Linked DNA regions of Mus musculus: region 2 is linked to region 1. Evidence: chromatin contacts called from public HiCAR-type data. All regions are on one chromosome and are shown on one strand. The core of a region is the stretch at or near the end of the contact, and the rest is flanking DNA. Distances in the headings are between cores, read along the strand shown. Region 1 has its middle 13 kb from the start of Gm25716. Region 2 has its middle 10 kb from the start of Defb43.

The links. HiCAR-type assays count read pairs that join an accessible place to other places.
Region 2: a contact with region 1 is called in a HiCAR-type map of astrocytes, with 4 times the contacts expected there. The contact joins two enhancer-like sites. A contact is called at or near these places in 2 of 39 promoter capture datasets (hippocampal neurons and pre-B cells) and 1 of 115 datasets of contacts at active chromatin or transcription factors (astrocytes).

What each region holds. Positions count from the first base shown.
Region 1 is chr14:61,327,147-61,333,156 of GRCm38.p6, forward strand. No RefSeq gene overlaps it. Among named protein-coding and RNA genes, the nearest start is that of Gm25716, 13 kb to the right of the region's middle. Within about 2 kb of position 4,360, at least 57 of the 459 cell types and tissues checked have an H3K27ac peak or open chromatin away from gene starts, as enhancers often do. A contact at or near this core is called in astrocytes, where this site is marked.
Region 2 is chr14:63,018,875-63,024,985 of GRCm38.p6, forward strand. No RefSeq gene overlaps it. Among named protein-coding and RNA genes, the nearest start is that of Defb43, 10 kb to the left of the region's middle. Within about 2 kb of position 2,092, at least 44 of the 459 cell types and tissues checked have an H3K27ac peak or open chromatin away from gene starts, as enhancers often do. A contact at or near this core is called in astrocytes, where this site is marked.

The DNA.
Region 1 (6,010 bases), core at 3,110-5,609:
CTCATTATTATCACTGTAGCTGTCTTCAGACGCACCAGAAGAGGGCGTCAGATCTCATTATGAGTAGTTGTGAGTCACCACGCGGTTGCTAGGATTTACCCGCTGAGCCATCTCACCAGCCCCAAGGTTTCAGTTTTAATAGAGTTTGGAGTGGCATTATTGATAAGTAGGTAGAAAACTAAGCAGGAAAAAAGAGAGAAATTATAACCTGGGGGGGGGGGGACTGTACTAAAGAGAAATGTAACCCCACTACCCTAAATAGCTCAGTTGTAAACAACATTTGCATAGTCCTAAGAACATAAACACTAAGTACTCATTTAACCAGATGCCTATTTTGGGAGAAGGGGAAAAAGAAAGTGTCTGTTACAGGAGGGATGAGAGTTAACTCTTGTTCTTCCAAGTAACAAGCTAGGAGCCACAGTGCAGGGGGTGGGGGATGGGAGGGGAGGGGGAGGGGGATCCTCAGCTGTAAGGTGAGCAGGGCCTCAGGGCATCCCTCTGCGGAGTGACAGTGATGATGGCTGTAAATGTGGACATTTAAGGGACTCTGATTCCCTGCAGCCATAGCAAACCAGTGGGGACTGAATGGCAGCCGGTGTGGGGTGTGGAGTGGGTACAGGCTGAGCAGACGGGCCAGACTGGGCTGGCTCAGGAAGAGATGGGCTCAAGTTCCATGTCAGCAGGAGTCAGTCCATCTGGGGTAGAGGGCAGCCACAAGTCAAAGCAGGTGACACCCTCATGAGGTGCCAGTGTCCTGGTTCCGTGTAACCTGTAAAGCAGCCCTGACGGATGTGGGTGACTGGGAGGCAGGTTCCAGGCTCTAGCAAGATTTTTTTCCCCACTGCAGGACCCATCAGAGCCTTTGATAGGAGGATGGAAATAGACACCGAAAGACTTGGCAGTCAGGGGTGGACAGGATGCAGTGTTGAGCATGCGCACAAGACTCCATAGCGAGCAGAACACTGCGCCGGAGAGCTGACAGCACTGTCTAGCGGAGGCGTGGTGACTGGCATTAGCAGGAAAGGAATCTACTGTTTAGTTCCGGTGCTGAGCAAGCGCTCTGCCAGCCTCGGTGCTGCATCCCCAGATCTGTATTCTGATGCCTTCACCACCAATCACGAACACTCTCTCCAGCTGCTGGGGTCTAATTCAGGCTTCAACGCCAACAAATACTGTGAGGTTTGAGACAAGATGAGGGGAATCGTATAGGACTACAAAGAGAGACAGCTGGCTGTGAAATCCGCAGCCATCCAGCAGGGAGGTGGGGTCCAGAGACCTCACAGAACTGTGATGCTCACAGACCCACCCCAAACCAAGATTAAACCCACAGAGCCCTCCACCAGCCTGGAAATGATGGGGATGGCTGTAAAGGAGCCGGTGTGGGGTATGAAGCGCCTGTCTCCCACTCCCTTCCTTCAGGGCTTTCCCTTCAGGTTCTGTGGGCCTCTAGTGGGGTTTCCTGGGACTGACACTTCTCCATCCAGTTGCGGGAAGTCCCACTTGTCTGACTCCTCAAAGGACAGACTCCTCAAAGAAGCTACCAAAGGGGGCTGGCAAGATGGCTCAGTGGGTAAAGTGCCTGTCCCAGAAGCATGGGAACGTGTTCGTGGATCCTCAGCACACCCACAGAAAGTGGCTTAACCAAAGCCGCGTGTTCTCCTAATGCTGAGCATCTCTCAGCCTGACCCCCAGATTTCCCTGTTCACATTTTCTGCTCTCTAACATGGCCCTCTCTGAAGGGCTGCTGGCTTTCCACCAATGGGTTCCAGCAACTTCTGTCCTAGCCCTGTGAACTCAGCATGCTTTCACTCCATGTTACTAAAATTCACTGTCCTATTGATTATCCCACAATTAAAACCTTATCCTCGCCGGGCAGTGGTGGCGCATGCCTTTGATACCAGCACTTGGGAGGCAGAGGCAGGCAGATTTCTGAGTTTGAGGCCAAGCCTGGTCTACAGAGTGAGTTCCAGGACAGCCAGGGCTACACAGAGAAACCTTGTCTCGAAAAACAAAAAACAAACAAGCAAACAAAACAAAACAAAACAAAAAAAAACCTTATCCTCATCCCTTTATATTTCCCCTCAACCTTATTTTCCTACCCTGGCATAAGAACTCAAGATCTTTGTCCGTTGGCTATTTTGGAGTGTATCCGTTGGATAGAAATGTAGAAGCCACCCAGGTATTTTGTAGAGAACACAAAGTGAGCAAGGTAGTCAATGGGACCCTTCAGGGCCTTCAACACATGATCACAGGCTCGTGCTTTCTCCCTATGGTCTGAGCAGGAAGAGGTAAACTCTTTCAGGATCAGGCCCGCTGTTTCATAAGCACTACCTATACTATATGGCATTTTGCCAACAGGTTGCTATCAGCTGGGATACATTGGCTGTCATCTGGAACTTCTTTGAGAAATGCCCTTGTCTTCAACCCTGGGCTCATTCACTTCTGGGAGGAAGGGAGGGTGTCAAATAAGTGTCTGTAACCTGCAGGGCTTTCTGGAGTCCCTCTTGATTACCACTGAGTCCTGGGTTTCAAGTCTCTCTCTCTCTCTCTCTCTCTTTTTTTTTTTTTTTTTTTGGTTTGGTTTGGTTTTTTGAGACAGGGTTTCTCTGTATAGCCCCGGCTGTCCTGGAACTCACTTTGTAGACCAGGCTGGCCTCGAACTCAGAAATCCACCTGACTCTGCCTCCCGAGTGCTGGGATTAAAGGCGTGTGCCACCACGCCTGGCTCTGGGTTTCAATTCTTAACTTAACAAACATGTCCGGCCCATCTGTGTTCGACTCTGGGTTCTGTGCATTCAGCTTTGAGTGCCTTGGAGGGCACAGAAGTTTCTCAGTCTTGCTGGTGTGTCTATACTTCAGGGCTACACAGCAGGAGTGGGAAGTGCCTGCCTGGGCCTAGCTTCTGCCTCTTGGTGCCCACAGAAGTGATGATGAAGGTGACTCCCCTGGGCCAGAACCCCATAAAGTCTCTGGGAGGTGGGTCCCCTCTTGGTCCCATCACCACCAGTTTCCATGAATGATGTCACTTGTGGTTATTCTTCAGGTATGGTTATGTTGGGGGAACCCAGCTGGGGGCAATGCAGGGACCCAGAGGGTCAGGCAAGGGGAAGGGGGCTCACATAATTGAGGATTCTCTCTCCTGGATTTAGGACTATCCCCTGGTCCTCTCCTGGCTGGAACAGAGAGTCGCTGACCCCTCACCCCTTTATGGTTGTTCTGAGATGTCCCCCTCTCTGGAAGACAATGATGATAGAATACACTCAGGGCCTGTTCCATAAATAACTGCTTGAGCTGAAGCAGGAAAGCCAGTCTAAGGAGGGTTTTTAACGTGCTCAGTCTCACAGGAGCACATGTTAAGCGCTGTACCAACCATTCCGGAGAAAGCTAAGAGGCAGGGGAGCACGCCTCTTGCAGAGCGAGCGGTTCCAATCCTCTTGCAGAGCGAGCGGTTCCAATCCAGTCTCACTGAGCACACAGCTAGGATCTAGCTCTGTGGCAGTGTAGCCGCAGATCCTCCCTCCCGTACCCATGGCACCAGGCAGACCTCTCAGCTTTCCTTGCCAAGTTCTTTGGTAGAATATGATAATCGTCTTTGGGGTTCATGGGATTAATGAGGGCTGGACAATACAGCGAACAGAAGTGCTTTGAAGAGGGACAGATCTGCGCTGGGCACTAACAACAGTCAGGCTTTCCTTGAATGCCTGCCAAGTTGGCATCCCAAATCCACTCCATTCTCTCTTCCACTTACTGCCTAACAAATGGAAAAGGCAAATGAACGGCGGCGGCGTGCGTGGCTTTTATCATGGACACCCTACACCCAAACCCAAGAGTGTTAGGGGAAGGGCCCATTGTCTGGAGATTTTTGAACTCAGACCTTGAAAGAACCGATGTCCTCGGAGCTCACTGTTCTACCCTCCCCCAGCCTTGCCCTAAAAACTCCAGATGCTAAAAATACCCTGGCCACCTGCTGCCCAGGGAGACAGTAAATCACGGGCCTTCTAGCACTAGAATCCCAGCCAGGCCTGGTTCAAGGTGGCCCCGGGCACAAACCCACGAGGTTAAGTTCACGTTTCTCCACCCAGGCTGCTACTAGCAGCTTTCCCTACTGCCCAGGAGGCTACAGGCAGAAGGGCCCAGAGCCAACGGGACCAGCTTGAACTTTCTGGAGCCAACGTGCCGAGTGGGTGAGGGGCAGTCTGGGAAAGGGCTGCTGGGGAAGGAGGCTCCAGGGAAAGGGAGCTGATGAGGCCACAAGAAGCAACTGCTTTACTGTATTAGAATACGGTCTGCACAACCACAAGTTGCCATACTGCGCTGTCTTGTTATTCGGAGGCCACCAGATGGCGCTGTTAACAAGGAACTCATGTATCTGTGGTGTGTGCTATTCCCTAGATGGGAAGAGAATTACTGGAGACAGCTCTTGCTTGACCTGGGCACACAGTGGCACATGGAGGAAATTTGCTACACACACACACACACACACACACACACACACACACACACACACACACACACACACCTCTAAACCAAAACACAGGCAAGAATGTCAAAGGTCAATTCACTTTCATTCTTAACACAGGACCACAGGCAAGAAATGAGAGGCAAATTAAATTTTAATGGACTTTTCAGCAAAAGGTTTCATCAACAAAGACAGTTGTGGGGACAAGTGCAGATTATATTTGAAAATTTGGGGATCCCTGAGAGTTTTCTAGAAAGCTATGTTATTACAGGTAACTGCTATCACACCAGTCAGTGGTGGCACATACCATTAATCCCAGCATACCAAAGGCAAAAACAGGCAGATACCTGAGTTCAAGGCCAGTCAGGTCTATAGAGTAGGTTCCAGGACAGCCAGGGCTACACAGAGAAGCCCTGTCTGGAAAACCAAACCAAACCAACCAACCAACCAACCAAAAACAATAATAAAAAGACAAACTGCTGTCAATCAGCTGCACGGTCCAATCAGTAAAATATAAAAACAGAGCAGTGCATAAGCTACAAGATAAGTGATGACGTTAAGGGCTACTCAAGTGTAATGAGTAGATCCACGTGATTGGAAATTACTTTGTGGTGGTTTGAATGAGAGTGGCCCCCCCTAGGCTCACGTGAGAATGCTTGGTCCCCAGTTGGTGGAACTGTTTGAAGGATTAGGAATGTGGGCTTGTTGGAAGAGGACTGACTGCCTTTAAGTTTTCAAAAGTCCAGGCTATTCTCAGTGTGTTCTTTCTTCTCTCTGCCTCACATAGACCACGGTGCAAGCTCTCAGCTACTGCCCCAGCACCATCCCTGCCTGCCTGCCTGCCTGCCTGCCTCCCACTATGTTTCCCACCATGATGATCATGAACCATGAGCCTCCAACTATAAGTTATATATAACTATATTATAACTTCCTTTATAAGTTACCTTGGTCATGGTGTTCTGTTATGCCGGGAGAAAAGTGACTAAGAAACACAGATCATCATCATCATCATCATCATTATTATTATTATTATTTGTGCATAGCTCACCTTCAACTGAGTGACTTTCAGATCTTTTATGTTCCTGGGGATGCATCTAATATTGTGTGTAATCCTTGCTGTTGGAGTAGAAAGACCACGTTTTTGTTGATGTTCCTGTTTTGGAGGCATGGTCCTGTTATTGTAGCCCAGTTGGCTCTGGACTGGAGCTTCCTCTGCCTCGGCCTTAGTTACCACCTTGCTGGGAGGTATACTTTTAAGTTGACTTTGACCTAATTCATGGGTGCTCTCACCCTGTGTCCCTCGGATTTCTTCCGGATAAACGACTTTTACACACAAATCTAGAATTCCAAGTACGCCCTGGGAAGGGTGTACAAAAATTACTATAGACCCCACTCAGGGCCATTTAAGTAACAGAGACACAGGCTCCAAGAAGTGGCCAAGGTACGGCTTCAGGGAGAGAAGGGATTGAACCAGGACCTAACTGCAGCACAATGGCCACACTGCAGCCTCTCTTCCAGAGTTGGAAAGAGGCCATTTAATACTTTCAAGTA
Region 2 (6,111 bases), core at 842-3,341, 1.7 Mb after region 1:
CTCCTCCCTCTCACTTTCCCTCTCTCTCCCCCTCTCCCCCCCTCTTTCCCTCTCCCCCTCTGCCCCTCTCCCCTCTTTCCCTCTCCTCTCTCCCTCCCCCTCCCCTCCCTCCCCTTCCCTCCTCCTGCCCCTCCCCCTCTCCCTAACCAACTGAGTGATTCAACACCTCCTCTTTGTCTTAAATCTTCAACTCTCTGAATCTGACACAATCCATTCCACTGCTGGGGTTTTCCACTGAGATTTTTTTGTTTTTTTGTTTTTTGGTTTTTTTGTTTTGTTTTGTTTTTATTGGTTTGATGTTTTTCAGTTCCAGCATCAATTCAGAATTCAGTTTGGGTTGTCTTCATTTCATCCATCTCTTTGTTTTTTTATCTTCTTTTAACTGTGAATTTTTAAAAATCTTTTGTCTGGATAGTCTTCTGGGTCATTTTCATTAGGGCACATCACTATGGGATTTGTGTTTTTCTGGAGGTGATAAATTCTGTGTGTGTTTGTGTGTGGTTTGTATGTGTTGTGTATGTGGTGTATGTGTGTGTGTGTGTGTGTGGCATGTGTTGTTTTTGTTTCTGCATTGGGATTTGTGCATCTAGAATTAGTTTTTTGGTTCAGTTTTTCTTTATTCTGCTCCAATCACCTTTCTTCTTTCAGCAGAGGTGTTTGTAATGTTTAGGGTTAGGACAATGACTTCTGTGCTTATCTGGTATTGGAGATACAGCCTGTCTCCCGGCTCTTGTTCCCCTGTCACCACTTGGTGACTTTAGCCATTCAGTCAAGGAGCCTGGAACAAATTTCCCCTGTCAGTGCAGACTGGTGCTAGTTCTCTAAGCCAGATAGAGCAACTGTGGTGTCCTGTCAGGTAGCTGTCAGGGCTCTGGGACTCTGAGCTATGTGTGGTGGCGCTGAGTCCCTGGAATCAGCCGTAATAGAATTTGAGTCATTAAAGAATACAAATATCAGACAGAAGTGGCGAAGCGTGTTTTAATCCCAGCTCTCAGGAAGCAGAACCAGATGGATCTCTGTGAATTTGAGGCCAGCCTCGTCTACATAGCAGTCTCCAGGCCAGCCTCGTCTACATAGCAGTCTCCAGGCCAGCCTCGTCTACATAGCAGTCTCCAGGCCAGCCTCGTCTACATAGCAGTCTCCAGGCCAGCCAAGGCTACATAGTGAAAGGAAGCAGAGAAAGAGGAGGGGAGGGGAGAGAAAGAAGAGGAGGAAGGGGGAAAAGAGGAAGAGAAGAGGTAGAGGAGAAGAAGAAAGAGGAGGAGGAGCAAGAGGGGAGGAAAAGTAGAAGAAGAGAAGGAGGGAGAGGAAGAAGAAGGTGGAGAATGAGGAGGAATGATTTATTTGGATCTATAGAACACTTTGGTAACATGAACCTTCTAACAATATTAATTCTGAGGATTCTTCTTTTCTTCTGTTGCGTCCTTACATTTATTTTTCAATTCTTATAGCTTCATTGCGCAGGTCTCTAACATCTCTGTGCTAGGCTGTTACATACAGGGAGAGGGAAATTGAACTTGTGTGTCTTTTCTATGGTTGATTACTCTGTACTGAATCAGAGAGGCTGATGTCCACCAGAGATATTCTTCCTGGCAGCAGTATTTCTTTGTGTATCAGCAGTTTCTGCTGGCCACACTTGAATTTTTCATCCCGTGGGTTGGGCAGGTTCTCTCACCTTCTGAAGACAAGCCCCCCACCCCAGCCTCACCTATAGGGGTGGCTGTTTTAGCTAAGGGATGTCTAAGTGTATTTTGGCTGTGTGGGAAACAGTCACAGCGCTGAGACCTATGCAAACAGAACCTCTGTCTTCACACTTTCAAGAACTGTTGCATAATAATCACCCTGCAGGAAGGATGCAGCTCAGGGAGTCCTGTAGCCCACGCTAAGCTCAGCGCTTTGCAGCAGTGAACAGCAGATAGGTTGGTTCAGAATTTTAACTACATCCTGACCTCAGGCTCCAACTCCACAGTGATTCTCAGTTGATGAGATCTTTTCCTGGCAACTATGGGCAGAGCTCTCTCTCCTAGGCTAAGCCAGGCGCCTGCCTCTTGCATCTCTCTTGCTCACCACAGCTGACTCACTAGATCGCCCTTCTCCTACAAGAATGGCCAGCTGAATCAAGTCTCCTTTGCCTGTGGAAGTTTCCTAACTTGGGTCCTCCATCAGGACCTGTCATTACTGTACAATTATCTCAGAAGACACTCCTTAGCTTTTCTGTCCACTGCTGACTCATGTGCCAGATCAGTTGTCTCACCAAAACCTCTAATTGGACCCAAGGCTTTCGAGGCTGTGGCTAATGCAATTGCTTTCAGTTGGCTTTACCATTCGGAAGTGGTCTCTGTTTCCCCTCGTTCTGCCAGACAACTACCTGGCTGAAGCCGTTTGGCTTGCTTCTCTGTGTCCTGCATTATTTTCTCGGCCCATTTCCAGTACCTGACACTCCTTTCATGGCTGCCAGAAGCACTTCCTCCGCCTCTGTCTTTGTAATGTAGGCTTTTGTCTTGTTCTGTCCCTCTCCTCTGTCCCAGCTCACACAGAGACAGACTCTCCGTCACCATCTTATCCAAGAGTTCATTTTTGTTGATGGTTATCCACAGTTTCGTTGTGGATATAGACTGCCTTTATCCATTCATCATTTGATGGGCATCTAGGGAGGTCTGTGGGTCAGGGTTGTGGCTATTGTGGGTGGTACTACAAGAAGATAAGGATATGTACTATCTATGTGTGCCGATGACTTAGATTCCTTCAGGCACAGACCCAGGAGGGAGCCAGCAGAATCACAAGGTCATTCCACGGTTAGTGTGTCCCCCCCCCCCCCCACACCCCTCTGGCCCGGTTTCCATAGTGGCTGCATGAGTTTATTCTCACTGGCAGTGTATAAAAGTTTCTTTCTTTTACAACTTTGCCAGCATTCATTGTTTGATTTCTTTCTTTCTTGTTTAAAAGAATCTTTTTTTTTAATTCAACTGACATAGTATCATGCATCTTTTTAAAATAAAAAAAAAATCTTGGAAGGATTGTCGTCAAAATGCAATTAAGGTCTCTTGATTTCTATTTCTCTGAATCCTCTAATTTTCATACATTTTATTATCTTTATAATAAATTGTTTGTAAGCCTCAAGAAAATTCTTTTCACATTCTCCTTTTTCAGCTATTATCAGTTCACAGCTATCCATTAGAATCGTGGCCAACTGCTGACCCGTGCATGGTGGGTTTCCTTCAAGCCATCATAGAGTCATCTTTTCTAAAGGTATTTCCTATTAGCCAGAGTTAATGGGTGACCTCTGATAAGTCCCGGTTTCAGATGAAAAAAAACTGTGCATACAAAACTGTCTACAACTAAGTCCTATGTTAGGAAATGTGTGCCTAGACAAGCTGTACTTCTTACCTTTCAATTTTCTGTTTATAGGAATTATCCAAATCATTCTTAAATGACTTAAAATGTTGTCACTATTTCTATATCCAGTGAAAATTCAGCTTTTAACTACTGTGGAATTTGACCATTCTGGCAAAGGCAAGGCTGACTTTCTTGATTTAAATAAGACGCAAACTACGTAAGACTGCAAACGTTTAACTGGTGAAAATAAGAAAATGCTCCAGTAAAGAACATGCTATCTAAAAAACTCCGGTTTCTGTCTCATAAACAAATAAATAGTCCTTCTGCAGTCTCTGTTTAAATAGATATAATATTCATGTAGCCAATTCAATACATTTTATTCCTTAATCATAAAAACCTGCTGTGCACATTGTTTCCTTGTTGTGCAAATCTCCACTCTTACCAAACATCACAAAAAACGTCACTGATTCTAAGAATGGAACCATCACAGGGAGGGGGGCTAATTAACATATATTCAACATATGAGGACATGCACAATTTATTTAACATTTTCCATGAATATTGTAGCATTTTCTTGTCAGAAACAGACATTTAGGACTCTGTCACAATATATCAAAATTTGCTATTCACAGTTTAATCAGCTTTCAAACTCCAAGTGATAACCAGTCAGTTTAAAGAAGCAAGCCATAACCTGCTTCAGAAAGGAGTCCAAACCCTCCAACTCTTTAGCTGTTCCAACACACCGTCTGTAATTAGGTTTAATTTGACGATTGTTTAATTGTGGAGAATGTTGAGAAGAAACAATTTAAATAAAGTCCACCTTACTGGGCAGGAAGAAATGCAGCTCTGTGGAAGCTCAGGGGGTTCTGATGATGCATAGTTTGTGATGGCCCTGACAGGAATTACAGATCGAACAGTATGCTTCAAGTTGTCCAGATTGTATTAGCAAATCACGTGAGAAAGTTCTGGAATGTTTACATAGTCCAAAACCCTAGTTACTTCCTTAAACAATTCTTCCAAAGACTACAACAGACCTATGTCATGGACTGTGTGTGTGTAAAGTGTATGTGTATATTATGTATGTATGCATGTGTATGTGTGTATGTATAGTGTGGGTGTGTAATTGTTAAGTAATAGAGTAAAAGTATAAAAACTCAACCCTTTAGAATTCTGGCTGTATTCCAATGGATAACCGACTAACTTCATTTTAACAAATCTTAAATCTTTTTACTTCAATTACACTTTTAATTCACTAAAGTCGTACAAACCCCAGAAGGTCTATTAAGGATATATATATACACACACATATATATCATGTTAATGAAAACTATTAAATTTTAAAAAATTAACTCCTAAGGGGGGAAATAAAAACCAGTGGTACAGGACCACAGCATGGGACACCAGAAACGGGCACTCTCTAAAGATGTTTGCACATGCTATAGCTTCACACAAAATTATGGCAATAATTAAGACTTTTAAAAAAGAATTTGTACAAAAAAAGACCCTTAAGTGCAAAGTAGTATCACTAGACCAAAATTCATTTTAATAATTTTTATTATAAGTATATTTTAAAATCATAAATGGGTTGGTAATCCCAAGCCAAAACACATAATCTTCCCCTCATAGTCTGACAAGCCATTCTAGACCATACTCTTCAAACCCCATTTTCTTCGCTGCTTTTCAGGTTTCTGGGGCCCCAAACTAAATGCGCATGACTCTTGCTGGTAAGAATTTTTTGCAAACTATCCATCAAATACAAAGAATGGTTTGCACCTAGCCATGAGCTGTGTGGAAAAACCATTAAGTCGCTGTTAAGAATCCACTTGTTTTGAAAATAATAGACCCAGTACTGTTCTCTATGACACAATAATGATCATAAGACATAGGACGTAAATGATCAAGTTATTTTCACAGATTTGGGTGACACGAGCCAACACCCTACTTCATCTTATCTATGCAAAGTTGTTATTGAAATTTACTGGGGGGGAAATCCCAGGTGTTACTTGAAAGAGGACCAAGCTACTTTAGAGAGTAACATCTCTCAAATGTTCATTTTAAATAAAAAGCTAGTGGAAATATTTTGGGGTACTATGCAGCATTTTACTCTTTGTTTAAGGAAAATTCCCACCTTTGAGATGATCATTACTTAGTTTGGGGCTGCTTAGTTCAACATTTAAAGGTTCTATCTTTTGTACTTCAGTATTTTGTAATTTCTTTTTCAAATGATCTTTACAACCCAGAGCACAGACACCAAAGCAGCCGGCCAATGCTTACTATAACGAAGCATCGAAAATGGCCAGAAATCTAATGATAGACGTTCTGAAAGTAAGCAAGCTTTCAAGGTGTGAGTACAGAATTCCACTCAGCTGAATCTCCCTTAAAATGAGAATAATTCCACTTAGCAAGTCAATATGTTATTCTTAAAAATAACCTGAACAAAAATTACCCCCACCCCGCTCCAAACACTTAAGCTAGCTTTAATCACTCCCTATATTCCCCACGAAAACAGGAAAATGATAGGGCCTGAGCCTTTTAAATCTAAAGGTTCAGTTTTCTTCCCTGATCCATTCTCTACTGCCTTCCTCCTGTTTCTTTCCAAACACAAACGTTCACTCTCGAGGAAGACACTTTTTGTGTCCGCTGATATATTATAAGGAATATGAAGTAGGTGTGCACAGCGTTTTGGATCCTTTGTTCCAAAAGCCTGAATCAAATCTAATCAACAGGGAATCACTACTTTCCCAGATGCGGTTCACTCGATGCACACTGCATGCC